2 separate regions of the Mus musculus genome follow, and region 2 is linked to region 1. The links are chromatin contacts, called in public promoter capture Hi-C maps. All regions are on one chromosome and are shown on one strand. Each heading gives the region's core, a stretch centred on a gene start, on an enhancer-like site or on the middle of the called end of the contact. The rest is flanking DNA. Distances are from core to core; before and after follow the strand shown. Region 1 has its middle 150 kb from the start of Gm39242. Region 2 holds the start of Pkd1l3 (polycystic kidney disease 1 like 3).

Evidence for each region. Promoter capture Hi-C pulls out the DNA fragments that hold promoters and counts their contacts.
Region 2: a promoter capture Hi-C map of hippocampal neurons shows a contact between it and region 1, with 6 times the contacts expected there. The contact joins the promoter of Pkd1l3 here to the enhancer-like site in region 1. A contact is called at or near these places in 5 of 39 promoter capture datasets (the 3T3-L1 cell line, cranial neural crest, hippocampal neurons and 1 more).

What each region holds. Positions count from the first base shown.
Region 1 is chr8:107,978,439-107,982,925 of GRCm38.p6, reverse strand. No RefSeq gene overlaps it. Among named protein-coding and RNA genes, the nearest start is that of Gm39242, 150 kb to the right of the region's middle. Within about 2 kb of position 2,290, at least 28 of the 459 cell types and tissues checked have an H3K27ac peak or open chromatin away from gene starts, as enhancers often do. A contact at or near this core is called in hippocampal neurons, where this site is marked.
Region 2 is chr8:109,612,428-109,617,082 of GRCm38.p6, reverse strand. Pkd1l3 (polycystic kidney disease 1 like 3) reads right to left here and starts at 2,849. Exons shown (of 33, transcript NM_001286454.2): 1 at 2,260-2,849; 2 at 622-744. The coding sequence starts at 2,566.

The DNA of each region.
Region 1 (4,487 bases), core at 1,041-3,540:
GCTAGGCATGGCAACAGGAGCCTGTAATTAAAACATAAGTTTGGGAGTTCAAGGCAGGCCTGGGCTACATAGTGAGTTGGAGGCCAGTTTGGACTCTAAGAGACCCCATGTTTAAAAAAATAAAATAAAATAAAAAATCTAGATGGAAACCAAGCTGGTGGCGCGTGCCTGTGATCCCAGCACTCAGAAAGCTGAAGAGGAATACCATGACATTGAGGTTACCCTGGGCTATACTGTAAAACTCCAAAAATAGTTTATAGGTAGAAATTTAAACAAAACATTTTAAAATGGGTTGAGCTGGGGGTTGCAGCAGCATCAATAATCTAGCACTTGGGGTGTCCAGGCAGGAAGACTGAGAACTCAAGGCCAACCTCGACTACATGGTAAGCTCCTATCTCAAAGGAAGAAAAAGAAAAAGATGTTTTTAAAAATTCCACTTGATTTTTTTTTTTTTTGGCTTTTTTTGAGTTTTGGTTTGTCTGTCTGTCTGTCTGTCTGTTTGTGTGCATGCATTTGTAAGATGAAGTCCTGGAAGATTATAATAAGCAGTGCTCACCATTGTATCAAAACATGAACACAGACTCTCCCGACACATCTTGCTCTTGAAATTGACAGCGTGGTAGTAATTCTGTACTTGGTCTGTTTGAGCTAAACTATTTCTGAAGCCTTGCGTCACTCACAACTACGGGTCTGCATCCCTCGAATTTCTTCTCATGCCACTATCATCCATGTTTCCTTTCATCTCTTAGAGTTGGGTAACTCTGGCACTCACTGTGACGGGACGGCAATTCATATCGCTAATGACAATGGGTAAATCTAGGCAGGGATGGTAAACCACAATACAGCTTAATGAAGCCAGGCCCCTACTGCAACAGCTACACATCCTCAGTCTGAAACTGCACATGCCCAGTTCATAGGGAGTCTACACGCAACCAAAGACACACAATGCTGGCCATCCTAGCATTTCCAAATTGAAGTAGATGTGTCACTGTAAACCACTTACCTTTAATTTCTGTTTTATATTACAGTTGTAGACCTGTTTTGGGTTCTGTTTTTACCATTACATGAATGGGTAGGTCAAGCTTTGTGTCTTCAGGAAAGGGTAGTAGGAACTGAGGGGTGGAGCTTCATGGGTGGAGTTGCTGCCCTAGACCCCAGGAAGCCCTGAGTTTGATTCCCGACACTGCACAAATGAGACAGGATAGCTTGCACCTGTAATTCTAGCACCCAGGAGGTAGAAACAGGATCAAAAAAGATCAGGGAAGCCTCCCTTGGCTGCACAGAAAATTAGAGGCAGCTGCCTAGTGGAGGGAGTAGGTAAGGGGACTCAACAAGTAAGGACACTTGTCTCCGAGTCTGAATCCCTTAGTTCAGTGACTGGAACCCACAGCAGAAGCAGAGAGTTGTCTCCTGAAACTGGCCCTCTTGACCACACACGGGCCATAGCATGTGTGCACATACATGTCAAAACCAAGAAATTCTCATACTATTAGACGTCAAGACAAGACCTCTCCCTTGTCTACAACATTGAAATGCCGCTGCGATGTTTTGGTACCTGGCTTTTTCAATGAGTTGGTTTGGGGGGGTGGGGAGGTTTGTTTCTTTTGTGTCCCCCCCCCGGGAGTTTGACCACAGAGAAGCCATCTGCCTGCTGCAGCTAAAGATGCACCAAGATGCAGACTCTTGAGGTTACTGGGCAAGCTACGACACACAGAGGCTAGTAAATAGAAGCAGCCCCCCCTGAATCCCTTAATTACTAGAACCCCCCCCCCCCAAAAAAAACCAAATGTGGTTTCCCACCCCCAGGGAAGGCACACATGTTTCAAATCCAATGTGGAACAAAAACTAGAAACACAAAGTACCTTAAATTTTTCTGAGAAATTAGCATCAACAGAAAGAAAAACAGCAGTTGCCTCCATGGAAATAGCAGCCCCTCCTCGCCCACAGCCATTTGGATCGGAGATTGTTTGCATTAATAAGGCGTTAGCGTTTGTTTTTTTCTTCTGTCTCTCTCTCTCCCTCTCTCTTGATTGTCAAATGCCAGCCGTTCAATGTCCCACATTTGCCGTGAAATTCAAGGCAATGAGGCTGACAGAATGTAATTTACTTGCATTGAAATATGCCAGGCCCATGATTTGCTTCTCCAGCCTTCCGGGCTGGGGGGTCACATTCAGTGGACCTTCTGAACTCTCAAAGAGGAAGCCAACTTCGCTGAGTCACATACAGCAAGGGTGTGGCAGGTGGGTGGCCACAGGAGCAGATGGCAGAGCCACCAACGCTGTGTCGATCTTTGCAAAGGAGGAAGAACAGCGTAGACAACTTGAAACAAGCAGCTAATCTCCCCTTGAGTCTTGAATTTCTTCACCTTTCTCATCTATACCTTAAAATGAATGCAAATTTATAGGTCAAAAAATGAAGCGCTCGGATTTATTCATCTCTAGAAAATGTAAAAGAGCTGAGAATTTACTAGAGCATAGAACTAAACTGAACTTCATAAATAACCTGGGTGGGTAAAACATTTCATCATCACGCTGAAAAAATTTTTGAAATGGAAAAATAAAAGCCCAGAGAAGTCAGAGCGCATGGGGGGGGGGGAAAGCATTAAAAAATGTGGGGGAGGGGAAGCTTGGGGGCAAGATTTTCCATACATATAAAACAGTCCTGCATTAAAAACCACTTATGGAATTTATGTTCAGGGCCATCTATCATGGAGCTGTTTGAGACATTAAGAATTTGGGGAGAAAATAAATGCCTAATAACATGGAAATCTGTTAAATAAATTATCATCCATCTACACAATAGTGCCAATAAAAATCCTACTGTAAAGGTATTTAATGGCATGGGCAAATATTTCCAACACGATCTTGAATTTTCATGGTGGTTACATAGACTGAAACTAAGGTGTATTTGTGTGTGTGTGTGTGTATGTCTGTGTCTGTATATCTGTGTGTGTTTGTGTTGTGTGTGTACATGTACATGAGTGTGTGTGTGCATAACTGGGTGCACATATCTATACATATGGGCAGAAGGAGAATGATACAATCTTTAAAGTTAACTGTGACGAAATATAGGTGGCAAGACTACAGTTTACTTTTATTTTGTGTGTTCTCTAAGAGAGTATGTTATATAAAATACCTATCTTGATAAGGAAAAGGAGATCATGAGAAAGAAGTAGTCTCACTTCTGGGGAAAATGTAATATCCAGACATCCCAAGGTTTCCTAAGATATTTTCCTCTAAGTAACACCCTCCATCTCGTGTTGGCAAGAAAGAAATGCTTTCTTAGAAAATTTGGAACAAGGACATGATTAGCAGAGGACTCCACTCTGAGAACAAACCCACACACTTGCTTGCATACCTTTGCGGATGCAGATGTGGTTTGTGTATGTGTATACGTCTGTGTGTTTCTATGCGCTTGGGTATCGGGGCACATGGACATCTGCGCACCTGTATGTGGCAGCCGGAGGGTCAACATGAAGAGTCTTCCTCGGTCACGAGACTGGCTGGCCAGAGAGCCCCGGGATCCACTGTGTCTCCCTCCCCAGCGCTGGGATTCCAGGCACACTAAACAAGCTCACTGCTTTTTGTGAGAGTTCTGGGCCAAGGAATTCAGGTTCTCATGCTCGTAGCAGGAAGTCTTTTGCTCCCTGAGCTGTCTGTCGTCTCAGTTTTATTCTGGTTTTGTTTTTCTTTTCTAATTCACACTTAAAATATACTCCTAGCACCAGAGGGATTATGCGGAGCCATAGAATGCTTGATGCACAGTGTGAGGACCTGAGTTCAACCTCCAGCACCTATGAGAAGATAAGCGGGCGATGAATTCGCTTTACATAAAATCAGCACTGTGTGTGCAGAGGCAGGAGGATTGCTGGGGCTTCTGGCCATCAGCCAGCAGAAACTGTAAACTCCAGAGTCTTTTGACCCTATCTCAAGAGAAACGGGTTTAAAGTAATAGAAGATGACACCTTTTGTTCATGTACACACACACACAGAGACACACTCACAGACACTCACACATACACACACAGACATACACACTCACATAGGACAGACAGATACACTCATACACACACACACACACACACACACACACAAGACACACACTCATACACGCAAATACAAACACAGACACACAGTCACTCACACAGGCACACAGTCACTCACAAAGACACACACTCACACACACAGACACTCCCACACAACACTCATATACACACAGACACACACACAAACACACAGACACTCCCACACAACACTCATACACACAAACACACAGAGACACACACACAAACACACAGGCACACAGAGATATATACTCTCAGCATACACACCACACACACACACACACACACACACACACACGCAAACATTCACACACCAAAAATAAATTTTTATGCCAAAATAAGCCAGCATCTGATTACTAACAGATTTAGAGAAACCCATTTCCAAATGTCAGTAGCATCTGTGAATACTTTATTTACCAATTAA
Region 2 (4,655 bases), core at 1,600-4,099, 1.6 Mb before region 1:
GAGTTCATCTAGCAGCTAGCATGGAGGGGTGAAGACATCACTCACTCCAAGGGGCAGTTTCTTGGGATAGCCAGTGTTATGAAACTAGAAACTGCAGGCTGGAGGGATGACTCGGAGGCAAAAGGCACCTGCCAGTAAGCCTGATGACCTGAGTTTAAACCCCAGAATCCACCTGGTAGGAGAGAACTGACCCCCACAAGTTGACCTCTGACCTCCATATGTGTCCTGCGGCACCTGTGCCAACCCCCAACTCCCATCTCCACAGGCAAACAGGACAAGTTAAAAAAAAAAAAACTAAAAATAGAAATTCTTGGGTTGGAAAGCAGGCTCAGTGAGTGGTTAAGAGCACCGTCTGCTCTCCTAGAGGTCCTGAGTTCAATTCCCAGCAACCACATGGTGGCTCACAACCATCTGTAATGAGATCTGACGCCCTCTGCTGCTGTGTCTGAAGATAGCTACAGTGTACTCACATATATAAAATAAATAAATCTTTTTAAAAAGATAGAAATTCTTATATCTGTCCAATGGTCAATTCCAGACTATTTAAAATTTATCCTCTCATGTGCATACCTTATGTAATACCAGTTTCGAAACTAAAATTGATGTAGTTTGGTGACTCACCAGCCTGGCAAATGAAATGATGCTTCTCTATGCACAGGTTCCATCTTGAGAAGACAGCATTAGAGTGTGTGACCACGGAAGGGCACTCGCCAGGCTTTTGGTTCCTTAAGACGTCATCACCTCCTGGAGGGGCACCAGACTCAGTTAAGTCCCACTCTTCAGAGTTAGACAGGGGAGGTGGCTCAGTGAGCAAAACACTTGCTGGGCAGATGTGAGGACCCAAGTTCGAATCCCTGGAGCCCATGTATGGCCAGGCATGGTAGCCTCCCATATCTGTAATCCCAGTGCTCTTAGGTGAGATGGGAGGTGAAGGAAGGAGGATCCCAGAGACCTGTGGGACCTGGGGTACACTGTGGCGGACAACAAAAGAGACCTTGCCCCAAACAAGGTGGAAGGTGAGGAGAAACATCGGAGTTTGATACTCGGCCTCCACACACGGTGGCACTAAAGCACATATATGCCCAACTTGTCTGGCTTCCAGCAAATGAAAAGTTACGACTTCTCCCTGAGTATTATAGATTACTCTTCAATATTTAGATATTTTAATCATAGATCTTAGAATTAATTACCTAGACATTAGGGAGACATGATGATATAATAATTTCTTGTTTTTTTTTCTTTTTGCTAAAATTGCAAGATTATGGTACTCGATTTTGTAAAAAAAACAATAAAGAGGTAATTTCTCTCCTAGCTTCTGTTTTAGGAAATCTGGAGGCAAAGATAACAAAGAAAGTCACTGTAAGAGTTTTTTTCTCTTTAGAATCTTGTATAATAGCAACTATTTGTATACCTGGAAAGCCAACATTCAAAAGGCTTTCCTCTTCATTCAACATTCAACACTTAAGGGGGGGGTGCGTGGTGGGGGGATTGAGAGTTTGAGACCAGTTTGTGCTGAATACCAAGTTTCAGGACATCTTGCACTATAAAGCAAAACTGTCACAATATAAAACAAAACAACAAAAATTCCAGATACCCCAAATCAAATAAAGCAAAATAACACCATACATGAAGACTCAGGAATTAAGTTTTAGACAGGCTCTGACAAAAAGCTCATTGCCACCGGTCAATGATGGTGCACACCTTTAATCCCAGCACTCAGGAGGCACAGGCAGGAGGATCTCTGTGAGTTCAAGGCCTGGAACGTGATCTACAGAGCACATTCCAGGACAGCCAAGGCTACACAGACAGACCCTGTCTCAGGGGGGGAAAAAGTACATTGCCATTGCTATGGAGACAAATGTTGGCCGAGACACAAAAGTGGAAAGCGTATGGAGAGAGATTGATGGTCAAACTAACCCTTTTTCTGATTATAAAAGCTGAAAGGGGGCTGGAGAGATGGCTCAGAAGTTAAAAGCACTGGCTGCTCTTTCAGAGGTCCCGAGTTCAATTCTCAGCAACCACATGGACACTCACAACCATCTGTAATCGATCTGATGCCCTCTTCTGGCAAGCAGGTAGATGTGCAGATAAAGCACTCATACGTAAAATAAATAAATCTCAAAAAGGGAAAAAACAATACCTTAAAATGTAATCTGAAAAAAAAAAAAAAAAAGTGGAAAGGCCAAAGATGACTTTCTTCCACCCTAGAACACAGCCCAAGAAAGCTTTTCCCCTCAACATTCAACACGAGAGCCCTACCTGTCTGATTTATCCCTGGATGCGATCCGGGCAGCGTCAGGTTTCCCCTGACCCACCACACTGTTTCTTCATTCAGGAAGCTTTTTAGGAAACCCCGAAGCTTGGGGTTCCACGTGTGGGCTAGGCGTCCTCTCTGGGCGTGGCAGTAGTTATCTGCTTCCTGGAAGTCACAGAAAAGTCTGTTAAGCTGATAGCAGCTGTTTCCCCCATGTTGCTCCCGGATGCTTGGTTTACGTCCCAAAATATCACCCAGAATGACACCGATTCTAATGTACAGCCAGAGCCAGGACCGCCTCTGCAAGAGCATTTTTCTCTCTGTGCCGAGTGAGAAGAGAGAAGATGTACGGAGGCTCGAGTGAGAAGAGAGATGTACGGAGGCTCGAGTGAGAAGAGAGAAGATGTACGGAGGCTTGGCAGCTGCCTGGGCTTTTAAATAGGACTCAGTGAGTTTGTCAGAATCGTCCGTATTGTTCTTTTGTGGGTTGGGAACAACCTGCCAAGGAGATAAAGGTTTTGTTTTGTTTAGGGAAGCTATTTCTCACCGGCTGCAAATGAATAGCAAACGGGGCTTTACAGTCGGGGGCACCAATGTCTCCATCTGTGTCTACACGCCCAGATGTATCTTTAGCAAATAAAGACCCATTATGACGCCAAAGCTACCTGCAAGCAGGGAGAGGTTGGTGGATATCGAAACCAGTGTTACTAGACTTGGCGAGCTTAGTTCTTAAAGCATGGGCTCTAACACAGAACCTTATGCACTCTATACAAGCACCCTAGCAATGAGGTATGTGTCCAGAAAAATGGATACTTTTTTATGAAAAGGAAAACTTTCTTTTGTTGTTGTTATTTTCAAGACAGGGTCTCACTATGTATCCCTAGCTGTCCTGGAACTCACTATGTAGACCAGGCTGGACTTGAACTCAGAGAGATCCACTTGCCTCAGCCTCTTGAGTGTTGGTATTAAAAGTCTATCTATCTATCTATCTATCTATCTATCTATACACACACACATATATACATACACACACACACACACACACACACACACACACACACATATATATATATATATATATATATATATATATATATATCCTCTTTTTTATCTATTCATCTGTCATCTGTTTACAGGCACCTGAGCCACTGCTGTAGCTTGGCTATGGTTAACAGTACTGAGTATTAATATGGACACACAGGCTCTCTTCTGAGTGCTGACTTCATTCCCTGTGGGTATACACCTAGTCTTCATATAGCAGAGTCATATAGCATCCTTGTAGTTTGTTTTTTTAGGAACCTCCCTATTGTTTGCTACAGGTTACACGTGGTTACACTCCCACCAACAGTGTATAAAGGTAACTTTCCCCGATTTTGATGAGGGCCATTCTGAGTGACGTGAAATGGATTCCCAGCATAGCTTCGGGTTGTATTTTCCTGATGGCTGAGGATGAAGGGTTAATGGTGTCTAAGCAGCAGCTGGGCTGAGAGGCTCTGGGCAGGAAAGTTGATTGACAGATGACATCTATGGAAGCTCCTAATCAGGAGATCCACACAAACCCGCTGGGAGCTACCACTTCCTGACTACAGGGGAAATGACCTGCAGATGGACTGGGCTCTTCTGCCCCCAAGACCCCAACTCCACATGTACATGGTCCTTGTTCCTGCGGAGAGACCATCACCTTTCATTGTGCTGAGAAAAGGACAAAGTGTTCCCAGGGAAGGCCAGTTTATTTTTTTATTTCTGTGGCAACTCAGTCTAACACAGGGTGTGTAGCATCTCCCCTCCCCATATTTACCAGCTGTCTGAGAAGTGTCAGCTCAGATCATTTGCCATTTATTGACTGCATTACTTATTCTCCTAATAACTTTTTTTGGGAGTCCCTTTATACATCCTGGATACAATCCTTTGCCAGAATACTGGGCTGACAAGGAGAGTATTTATTTGAAAAACTCAATCATAGGGGGCTGGAAAGATGGCTCCATGGTTAGTAGCACTAGTTCTTGCAGAGGACCCAGGTTCAATTCCCAGCACCCACATGCTGGATCCAGCCTTCTTCTGGCTTTGAAGGTACCAGGCCATGTACATGGTATACATACATACAGACAGACGAAACACCCGTATACATAAAATAAAAATAAATAAAATCTTTTAACTTTTTTTTTGAGACAGGGTTTCTCTGTGTAGCCCTGGCTGTCCTGGAACTCACACTGTAGACCAGGCTAGGCTCAAACTCAGAAATCTGCCTGCCTCTGCCTCCCAAGTGCTGGGATTAAAGGCATGAACCACCACTGCCTGGTTTAAATCTTTTGACTTAAATCAATTACAGGACTCAATGAGAATATTTTCTTCTCTGGGCATATATATGTGTGTGTGTGTGTGTGTGTGTGTGTGTATATGT